Regions from separate parts of the Mus musculus genome. Here region 2 is linked to region 1. A link is a contact called in public Micro-C data. All regions are on one chromosome and are shown on one strand. Each heading gives the region's core, a stretch centred on a gene start, on an enhancer-like site or on the middle of the called end of the contact. The rest is flanking DNA. Distances are from core to core; before and after follow the strand shown. Region 1 overlaps Shb (src homology 2 domain-containing transforming protein B). Region 2 overlaps Tmod1 (tropomodulin 1).

Region 1 (5,806 bases), core at 136-2,635:
AACTGGGTGGCTGGATGTGGACTCAACTTTGAGAAACAAGGCATTTGAGCTGTGAGCCTGAGGTGGAAGTCATGCTAGCAAAAGGGAGCACAGTACTCAGCTTCCTGATGACAGAGGACTGGGGTCAACTCTCAGTTCAGACCCCTAAACTTACAGGAACCTCACAGCATGAAGGCCTGTCTGAGGCTGAGAACTAGTGGGTGGAGGATGGGCTGAAGGACGAAGCTGGAGGGCAGGAGCCTGGCCAGCTCTACAGCAGACTGCACACAGCCCCGTCCCCTCTGGCAACTTCCTTATCTTCAGAGTGACCAAACTTAGGCCTGCTAGCCTTGTGGCTCACTCGGACACTGAATGATCCTCTTATAAACTGTTCTCTTTATGTCTGTGTTTACATGTGACTGCAGCAACACGACAACACAAGCAAGCAGAAGGCACACTGGGCACGTGGAGTGACCTCTTGGCCAGTTCACTTCTAGCTGGTGACCTTGGCAAGCCCTCTAACCTTTCTGGGCTTCCTGTAGCTTACAAGTGGATGACATCAGCAGGCCTCAGTGAGTAAGAAATAAGGTGCAAGAGGCACGGAGGCATTAGTCTCTTCTGCCCCTGCGTCCTGATTGGGTATGCACTGCTGTGGGGATCTAACCCAAGGAAGGCCTGTGTTTGCTAAGCAAGCACTCTGCTCCACCTCACCCAGCCTCCAACCTTGCATGACAGAGCAGATTCAAGTACAAATCAAACAACTACGTTTTTTCAGTGATGGACTATGGAGGCATACATATCCGTGGGTACGCTCTGGATCTGGATTCAACCCCTGGCTCTGCAATCTACCAGCTCCTGACTCGAGGGGCCTGCCCCAGCGGAGTCCTGTAGGCTCAGTTGTGGAGTGGGGAGAAAATTAATATCGACTTCATGGGGCTGTTATAAAATAAAACCAGACAAAGGATATAAAAGAGGCTTGTAAACCGTAAAGCCCCGTGCAGATGTTCCACATTAGGGAGGGATGGACACACACGGGCAGAGTCCCACAGCCTTGTTCCTAACTGACAGCTGGTACACATGACTCACACAGTCCTTTGGCTTGGTCCACATGAGAATGCATGCTATTTTATATTGGACAGAGCTTTTTTGATAAAGTCAACTTCAACCCCACAACTCGCTTTATTCCATATCTGCCTCCCCCCAAAAGGCAATTCTGTTTTGGGAAGACACAATCTGGTTCCCCAGGTTCAAAAGTTTGACAGTTCTGCCCCAAAGCAGCCCCAAAGCGAGCCCAGGAGAAAGGAGCACCTCGGCATTGCCTCTCAAACCCGCTGTCTAGAGCCAAGCCTCCCTCCCTCAGTGCTTCGTTAAGTACATCATCTGCTGGCGCTTGGCATGGTTCCCTGAGCTGGGAACTACAACCACTGATGTGCTATGACAGCTGAGTGCTGCTGCCAGACCAGCTTCCTCACCCGGCCCTGGGGGAGGATGGGGCTGGCCGGAGCCCGAGGGAAGGGCGGCAGCTGTCACGGTACAGCTGCCACCTCAGGCTCACTTCAGATTTCACTCACGTCCCCCTGACAAGGAGGCACCATGACCACAGGCCACATGACCAAAGACTCTGGCTTATCTTCCTCCTGATGCAGAGACAAAGAGGTGAGGGAAACCGCCCCCACCCCTACCCCCACCTCTGTCACCAACAACTTTTAAATTCCTGGGTGCAGAGTGCCTTTTCTCATGGATGTCTACTGCCACCAGACCGAACAGCTCAACCATCTGCCCCCTGCCCCTGACTAAGCAGCACCTCTGCTTTTCCAGAGCTCACCTCCAGCCCTGTCAGAGCTGGCTAGGCACCTGCTAGACATCCTGTGCCAAGCTTTGAGGACTGACAGAGCCTCCGAGATCTTTCTGGGGAGTCTCCTACTACCCTTCCTCCACTGGGGTAGGCTCTTGCCTAGTCTGCTTTTATCACAGACAATGTCAAATACATTAATAAAAGAAAGCATCACATGAGCAGCCGGGACGCCAAGAAAAAGGGGGGAAGGCATTTAGAAACTTCACAAACCCCTGCGAGGGGCTCACATTACAGGCTGACTGAACTGGCCAGTGCTGTGCCAATCCTACACACCCCACAGGGGTCACTGCCACCAGGGGTCCTTGAGTGTGCTCCACTCTACCTTCCAGAAGAACAGAGTGGGACAGATCATTCCAAGACCCAAATCTTCATCTCAGACAGATGCCTTTCAACATTCAGTTGGTTCCCATCCAACAGTTCCACCTAATAGGTCAAACCACTCTGGTTCCAGGGGGCTTTAATTTGCAACCAATTCCTCTTCCAGGTTCAGCAGGAAGTGCCTGCTGTTTAAAACACCCTACCCTCCTGCTGCTTGGAGACCCTAGACAAGTCAGACAACCTCAAATGGTAGCTTTGAAAAGTGTCCAAGCTGCCATGTTGTGTGCCCTACGCTAGTTAGGGGACACAGGTGGGAGCAAGGCGGGCAGCCACCTGCTGCAGCTGAGGTCTACCTGTCCACGGGGCTTGAGTGAACTTTTGAGCTCCCAGGGGACTGAGCTTCCCTTGACACCCCAAGTGAAACCTTCTGCATTTTGTAGGCTCAGCTGGGCTCCTGCTGAAGCCTGTTCATGGGGGAAACTCAGTTCCTGTGGATACTGGTCTTGAAGCTTGCCCGATTCATACATAGAGGGTCCCACTTTCCAAGCCTCAAAGCACGCAGAATCCATGATCAGACTACATGGGCCTATGTAACTGGAGGGCAGTACTTACATAAAGTGGCAGCTGGCTGAAAATAAACGTTAAGTCAGTAACCCTTGTATGTGGATCTAAAGCCCTTATCTCCAGGCCACGGGCTGGCTTCCCCAGCCCTTGAACACTGGACAGGCTCAGAGTGACAACCTCAGGGTGGTCACTGATGGACTGGCTCTAAGTCACGGTCAGCATCTGCTCCCACCCACCACCATGACCTTGCCTCTCAGCTCTTCTTTTCAACACGGCAAGCTTCCAAGTCTAGCTTGGACTTCACCTCCTGCAGGCGTCATCCCTGACCCTCTTGGGGAGCTACTGACCCTGTGGTTCCAGAACTAGCACTGAGCACTGCTCCATTCTGGTATCACTTGCTCATCCAAGTTTCTAGGATGTTTGAGGTGCTGGCTTTAAAAACTGCCACATGACTAGCTGTGGATGCAACTTCCAGGCCTGGCCTAGTGTTCTGGGCAGAGGAGGCTCCATGACGATCAAGCTATGTGGCCCGGCGCCCACCTGCTATCAGCAGGATTCCACTGAGCTTAATCACACAATCCAGGAAAAAGACTGGCTGGATGAGTTTGGGGGTGGAGTGCAGAAAGGTGAAGGTTCAGCAATTTCAGACTACCTAAGAGTAAAGCTCTCTCGTAAGAGATTAGAAAGTCCTGGTCACTGGGCATGCTGGGAGCTGCATGTCCTCATAAACCTGTGGCTATGGCCACACAGGCTCCTGGGGTGGGTGGCTTACTCCACCTTTGGCTACGGCCAGACTGTGGTCACTCCTATACATCTATTGTTCTTCTTAATACAACTTCCCATATCCAGATGACTTCTAAGACCCAGCTCTGATATCAGTTCAGTGCCTATGAAGGCACCGATAAGTCCTTAGGGACAACATGATATCCACTCCTCTGTTACCCAAAAGACCCCTTCCCTTTGACCTGCTCACCTTCTGGGGTTTAACACAAATTCTGACCACTCAAAAGTCTTTCACGTTCCCTATTTCCTGGAATGTTGGTGACCATACAACATCCTTGCTGACCTCCATGTCCAGGAAACCAAGCCACGCTTGCCCACCTCCTCCTTATACAGTGGCCTGAGTCTGATATAGACCAGTCCCTGGTTGCCTAGGACCAAATGCAATATGACTGCTGAATGAGTAACACCCAGTTTTAAGAGCTGCCAACTCCACTCCAAATCCTCTCTGTGGCTTTTAACTGAACAGTCCAGCTCCACTCTGTGGCCCCCTGCAGTCCACCCCTCTACCCTAAGGGCAGGCAGCAGGCAGCCAGGCAATCAGACAGCAGCGCCCTACAGCCAGACAAAAGTAAGGTGGTGGGGGGAACAATATACCTTGGGGTCTGAGTCCCACAGAGGAATCCTTCTAGAGGAGAGGCTTCGGAACAGGATGGAGACAGAGAGGAGCCAGGCTCATGGCACCACTGGGAACAATGAAGCAGGTGACGGCCGGGTGACTTCTCTGTTGTAGTGGAGCTGCTTGGCCTATGAAGCGGTTGTCTGCTTATGTGCCCTCATAACAGGGAACACAGCGGAGATCAGAGCTTTCACTCTTATAATTTCAAGGGAATGGGAGCAATAGTGACCACCAGCAGCAAGGTAGCTCTGTGAGAGAGGTGATGGGAAGGAACCAGGGGCCCTGATGGCCAGACCATGATTCTGCTAGCCTGAGGTTTCTCACCACAGCCTGCTCCGCCACTGTAAACTCCCCAGAACCACAGATGCCTCGAGACTCAGGACATCCCTCAGAGCCAGAGGAATGGTCTCAGCACAGCCTGTTTTCAACACGGACGAGCATATGCCTGGGCCGTCCCCAAACAGTTTGGGGATGCTGAATTTTTCAGGACAGAGAAAGAGATCACACAGGTCAACCAGTTACTCTGTTAATAGCAGTGCAATAGATTTCAATAGCGGGGTCTGGACTGCGGAGACAAAAGACCCACATTCACCTTGAATCGGTGAGTGCTAGACCCTGTGCTGTACTGCTGCAGGAGCCCTGGATGGGAGGGTGACTGGAGGAAGACCTGAAGTCTGGGGATCCACGGGACACAGCAACGGCTTCGGCTTTGTACCGAGTGAGTAACATGATCAGATCAGTCAGACCTGGGAAACTAACTCATTAGAGGACATTGAAAAGAACCTAGAAGCCCAAGCTAGCAATGTGAGTCCAGCCCTCACTGCCTCCTTCCCAAAATCTCTCCTGACGACAGGGGTGGGAGACAGCACAGGGCAGCCAAACTCCAGCGCCTTCACCCTTCACCTCCTCAGATGCTGTGTGTGCAGGCATGGTCAAACTAGGCCGCATCTGGAAGCAGGTTTCCATAGAAAAGTATCTCCCAGGGAAGCAAGCATGTCTTTTGTTCAGAAACTGGTTTCTGAAGTGTTGAAGGAAGCTGCTGACACCAAGCATCACATGCTACATGGAGGTCTGATAGCAGCCAGACACCCTGGAGACCAAGAGCCAGCACAAGGAAGAAGGTATCTGATTTTGGGAGATGGTGTTTCTGAGTTTGGTAGGACCTGCAAGTGCCTAGTATATTTACTGCTACTACCACCACCCAGAGCCTCCTAATACTGAGGTATCCTCAGGGTCAGATCAGAGCTTTGACTGGAGACAGGGAAAGCTGAGACCCTGAGATAAGCGATGTACTGCCCAAGTCAGACCAGGAGAAGGGGGAGGGACTGACTCTCCCATCCTCCGCTGTTAATTCAACCCTCAATCTACTGCAGTCCTGCTCTCTTCCGAGACAGGTAAGGTTCTCCTTGTCAGAACCACAACCCTGCAAGACCATGCATGGCTGGACCACCACACTACAACAGCCCAACTATGTCCTTAGGACTTGCTTGGGGAGACATCAAAACAGACACACACTCTCACCGGCATCAGACAGAAAACCAGAAAGGAAGACAAGGAAGAAGTCAGGGAGAAGAACGCTGAAGTTGCTGGCAGACCACAGCAGAGTTCCAGACCCTCTATACATGGAATCCTGGTCTCAGAACCAGAGTCATACACTAACTACCATGTAGATACTTGGGTACCTATAAGGG
Region 2 (5,190 bases), core at 1,472-3,971, 610 kb after region 1:
GCTGAGCTGAGCGTCTGCAGCCACTCTTGAAAACATTTTCCTTGTTGTTCTTGGCAGACTGTTAGGATCTGTCTAAGATCCCAGGCCCCTGCGATGGCGGGGAAGGATCGGGAGGCTGTGTGTCCACCCGAGTTAACTGACTGTCCTTCAGTGCCTATCATTCCGCTTCAGCCATTACAAGGTGGCAGTGGAACATTTGCTAAGTGACAAATGTGTCCCAGGTGCTGTGTAAGCAGCTCTCTACCATAGCACTGGATTTGTTGACCGTGACAAATCCTATGAAGTAAATTCTATTATTGTCCCCATTTTACACCAAGACACCAGCTGTCCCTAGTGCTGGGAGAGAGTCAAGGGGCTGAGATGATGCCAGGCTTTTGGCCTTGGGTAAAAAAGCAGAACCAGGCAGTTGGAAGCAAGCTGTCCTGGATCGACAGAGGCATTGGTGTGGTCAGCCCACCAGAAGGCGACAGTTTGCCCAGGAAGGGATAGATAGACTCTAAAGCCCAGAGAGAGAGGTGAGGGGTCTGCAGGCTGCCTCTGGTCTCCATGTTCTCTCCATAAGATGTTTCCACGAACCAAGTCTTCACTAGGTCCCTCACATACGGTCCCAGTTACCCAGCTTTCCTACCCACTGTGTACCCAGCTGTGGACTTGGTGCTCATGAAAACAAAATTAAGGTGCTGAGGAAACCACTCTGTCCTCACGGAGCAGCGCTACACAGGCCAGTGAGACATGGAATGAGTGAGTAAGAGTGCCACTGTGAGTGGGACAGGAAGAGGGCAAGAGAGGCGCTTGGATTAAATGATAGGGTCACAGGAAATAGACATGGAAGACAAAGTCAAACAAGTGAGGGTGATCTAGGGACAGCATGTTAGGGGAGAGGAAGCTTCAGGTGGGACATTCCGGCACAGTGAGAGCTTCCATCCAGGTCAGGAAGGTGCTTACATAGGAGCCTCAGTACCTGGAGATGTCAGGAGCCTGTCGGAAGCCACAGAACATGCGATGCACTGACCAAGAGGTCACACAAGAGAGGTACATGGTTGACAGTCCACGCACTAACTCATTGAGTTGATATACATTATGGAACACCCATCTGCTAGGACTAATGGATTCCATTCTCTGCCTTTAGGGGCCCAAGAGTAGGACAGGTCAGAAATATGTGACTTCTGAAATGTGAGTTCTGCAATGCAGAGCAGACTCTGGCAATGCAAAGGTCTTGACCTGTGGCCTATGTATGACTTTAGCTTACCGGACGTTGGGAGCCAGCTTCAAACTCTTGAGATTAGCAACGTCTCCTAGACTCACTCAAGGATTTTGTCCCAGCTGGGTTTTAGAGACCCTTGCATTAGGACAGGAATGAGGGAAGGAGACCCACCCTTCCCACCCTTTGCAGGGAGCACCCACCTCCCAAAGACAATGGGCCAGGCCTTAATGGGCTGCCCTCAGGTCGTTGGTGGCTTCCATGTCTCTAAGCACCCATGCTCTGATTCTGAGACTGTCAAGGAATGTGCCTCGCCTTGGAACAGTTTGCCAGCTCCCGGGTTCCGGGCCAGAGCCAGCTTCAGTGCCAGTACCTAGGATGTGAGAACACAGCTCTCAGCCCCCACTCCACCCAGGGTGGCGCGAGCCCCCAACAGCTGGAGAAGCCGAGGGTGTGTACACTGATCACACTGCATTCTGAGTGGACTCACAAACGGAAGGAGCCCTGCCAAGACAGAGAGAGGAAACTGAACTCAATGTTCTTTTTTAAGAGTTCAAAAATAGTCCTTTTCGAGTTTTGAGGAAGATCTACAAAAAAAAAAAAAAGGGGGGGGGGCGGAAAGGAGAAAAAAAAGTCAAGTTCCTTGGTGCTAACAATCGGCTGAGACCTACAAAGAAGGAAGCAACAGAAGACATCAGGGTTTCCTTTGCATCGAACGCTCCTGGGGGCACAAAAACAAGCCAGAGAGAAAGCCACGCTGTGTTCCTAGGGCCACTAGGCTAGTAATGACGATTTTGAGCCAGGCTCTCCCCGCCCCCACTTTTCCTTCCTTTCAGGAACCCAAATTTCCTATGATCTGCCAAGTGGTGCCCTTCCTTCTTCAGCCCGCTATCAGCACGTAAAAACCATCTCTCCAAATATGCTCTTAGTCCCAGAATTCTCCAGGTGAGGGGCTCTTTTAGACATTAGAGCTCTTGGTGGTCCAGTAGACACAGTACTTTTTGCCTTCTATACTAGGAGCATCTCTGCGGAGTCACCTATCAAACCATGTCCCCGGTAGGTGTGGGAGGGTGGTTGACAGTCCCCAGAATGCTTATTCTAGAACTCAGAAGAAGGCTAAAAATGTAAGAATCGCTGAGCCACTGCCAAGTCCCTCGGGAAGGTGAGAGTTAGGCGTTCAAGCACACACTGTTTTGTGGATTCGAAACCCAGGGATCCCAAAGAGGAAATGACCTCTACAAGGTCACCAAAAAAAGTAGTAACAACCCACGCCTCTTTGCTCCTAGTCCCCTCACACACTTCTGTGCCTCTGTCTAATCCCTTCACAGGATGCTGGAGCCCAAGCACCAACTATATTTTGCACTCTTATTTATTTATTCCCTGACCTCTCTGTGTGTGCTCTCAGTCAAAAACAGACATAAAAAAAAAAGTAGTATATTTCATATGATCCCAACCTAGGCAAACCTGAGCTCTGCTGTGGGGGTGGGGTAGGCAGGAGCACCTCCCTGGAAGATTGCCTTGAGGAGGAGCTATGACTCACCTGCTGACTCAGCCCCCGCTGCTCCCTCAGCCCACAGGGACAAAGCCTAAATTAAAACCTCGAGAGCTGGAAAGGCAACAGCTGCCTCTCTCTCTCTCTCTCTCTCTCTCTCTCTCTCTCTCTCTCTCTCTCTCTCTCTCTCTCTCCCCAGCCCTCCACGGTGATGAGCCGGCGAGGCTAATTTTAGCTGAGAAGATTCCTAGGGGAGAGAAGCAGAAGGGACTTTGAGATCATCTCGTCTTCTGGTTCTCAGTTTCCATTGGGGCACCAAAATCACCTCAAGGAACCAGGCATAGTTGGGCATGGCTGTAATCCCAACACTTGAGAGGTTGAGGCAGGAGAATCGTGAGTTCAAAGTCAGCCTGGGCTATATAGCAACACACAGAGAGAGAGAGAGAGAGAGAGAGAGAGAGAGAGAGAGAGAGAGAGAGAGAGAGAGAGAGAGGAGGAGAGAAGAGAGAAGAAAAAAGCAATCCAAAGAAGTTGTAACCCTCAGTCCGTAACAGTGACACTGTTTTAGAGCCCTCCAGATGGTCTGCATATGTAGCTGTGATTGGGGTCTTAAATCACGCTGGCTGGACACAGGAGGTCAGACAGAGGATGGCACAGAGGAGGACATAGTGAGGACCAGAACTTGAACTCCTATGTCTTCTTTAATGCCTGTCCTATTATCCCTCTACCTAAAAAACTTATCTACTGAAATGGAAATTAGAAAGCAAATCACCAACTATTTACCAAATGCCTACTATAGTCCAGGGGAGATTGAAGAGTAGTAATATCCCCCCCTGACCTCTGGAAGCCCACAGCCCAGCAGAGAAAGCATAAAAAAAAAGGTGTCCTGGCACCACCTTCGTACTGAGGTTCACTGTGGCATAGAAAGAATACTGGGAGCTGGGCGTGGTGGTGCACGCCTTTAATCCCGGCACTCGGGAGGCAGAGGCAGGCGGATTTCTAAATTCGAGGCCAGCCTGGTCTACAGAGTGAGTTCCAGGACAGCCAGGGCAATCCAGAGAAACCCTGTCTTGAAAAAAACAACAACAAAAACAAACAAACAAACAAAAAGAATACTGGGTACTGAGAGAAAGGGGGAGGAATCTAAGAAGGCTCCCTAGAGGAGAAAGAGTTGCATCAAATCTTGACGTTGTAGAGATAGGATGGTTAAACAAAATATAGATTATCCAGTTGAGTTTGAGTTTTAAATAAACAGGCTTTGTAATGTCAGCTCTTTAGGAGGCTGAGCCAGGAACATCAAAGTTCAAAGGCAGCCTTGGCTACATAAAGGCAGCCTGGGCAATAGAGTGAGATCTTATCTGAAAATAAAATGTAAAAAGAGGGTTGGGAATATATCTCAGCATTAGAGCCCTTGCCAAGCATGGTATAAGCTCCCAGGCTCAATTTCAAGACCTGGAAAAAGGCCCACAAGTTTGGAATCATTTATCTCAAATATTGAACAGGGCATATTTATGCTAAGGAATTATCATGGACCCAAAGGTCTTTTCTGGCCCAGCGTATGTCCTACTGGGAGGGGGGGGTCATCCTTGTTGTCCCACCACCTGTCCAACCCAACCTGTTCCTCTCCCCGTCTCTCCCAACCTCCAACTCCACTGGTGTGCGTCTGTGCTTCACCACCCACCATCTGCACCGCCTGCAACCTTCTTCCTGCCTTCCTTTGACTTGGCCAACGATCGATCGATCGATCATCCTTCCCTTCCCAAGCCCCCTGCTGTGCTTTTCCAGGATGTTCTTTCAGACACTTGACCCCCTCCTGAGCTTATTAGGGCTTTAACGATTGGCCCTTGCTCAGCTCTGCTTGGATTGGCCCTTGCTCAGCTCTGCTTGCGCCCACTAGGTCGTAAACTACATGGGCAGACCTCCTGCCTTTCATAGTTCAGTTCCTCTGAGCTGGCACACAGTGAATGTGCTCAGCAAATGCCAAAGAAATGAATGAGCGAAAGAATTAGCGTGTAGTCATGAAGCTGTGTTGGCATCTCCAGAAAGATCTTTCTGGCTGTTCTATGCTGAGTGTTGGGAAGTAGACAGCAGGAAGAAACTAAAGTCATGGTAACACGGCTCTGTTAATGCAGATGTCTCTCCAGGAACAATGGGGCAATGGCCTGATGGGTTCCACCCTAAGTTGGAAATCTCATAAATCAAGATGCACTTACTGCCTGGCTGAACACAACAGCACTCCTGACTGAGGGTGCCGCCATGTTGGTTTTTTTTTCTCCTGGTGATGGTAGATTGACTGAGCTCAGGTTCACTGACCTGATCTAGAATCTTGGGTATCTTATCAGATGCCTCCAGCCTAGAAAAGATAAAGATGTAAGTCACAATGCAGCTCCTACTGACGTGTAACACTTTCGATAACATCACAAGACTGAAAGATTATAATGGGACCATTGTAAGGTGACGGCAGTGAGAAAAGAACAGATTTTCAACCAGGGCAGAG

The links. A called contact is a pair of places that touch in the nucleus more often than the background predicts.
Region 2: a Micro-C map of muscle stem cells shows a contact between it and region 1, with 3 times the contacts expected there. The contact joins two enhancer-like sites.

Annotation. Positions count from the first base shown.
Region 1 is chr4:45,471,861-45,477,666 of GRCm38.p6, forward strand. The region is part of intron 2 of Shb (src homology 2 domain-containing transforming protein B); the gene reads right to left. Among named protein-coding and RNA genes, the nearest start is that of Shb, 56 kb to the right of the region's middle. Within about 2 kb of position 1,386, at least 187 of the 459 cell types and tissues checked have an H3K27ac peak or open chromatin away from gene starts, as enhancers often do. A contact at or near this core is called in muscle stem cells, where this site is marked.
Region 2 is chr4:46,085,285-46,090,474 of GRCm38.p6, forward strand. All of the region lies in intron 4 of Tmod1 (tropomodulin 1), which reads left to right. Among named protein-coding and RNA genes, the nearest start is that of Gm52729, 11 kb to the left of the region's middle. Within about 2 kb of position 2,722, at least 80 of the 459 cell types and tissues checked have an H3K27ac peak or open chromatin away from gene starts, as enhancers often do. A contact at or near this core is called in muscle stem cells, where this site is marked.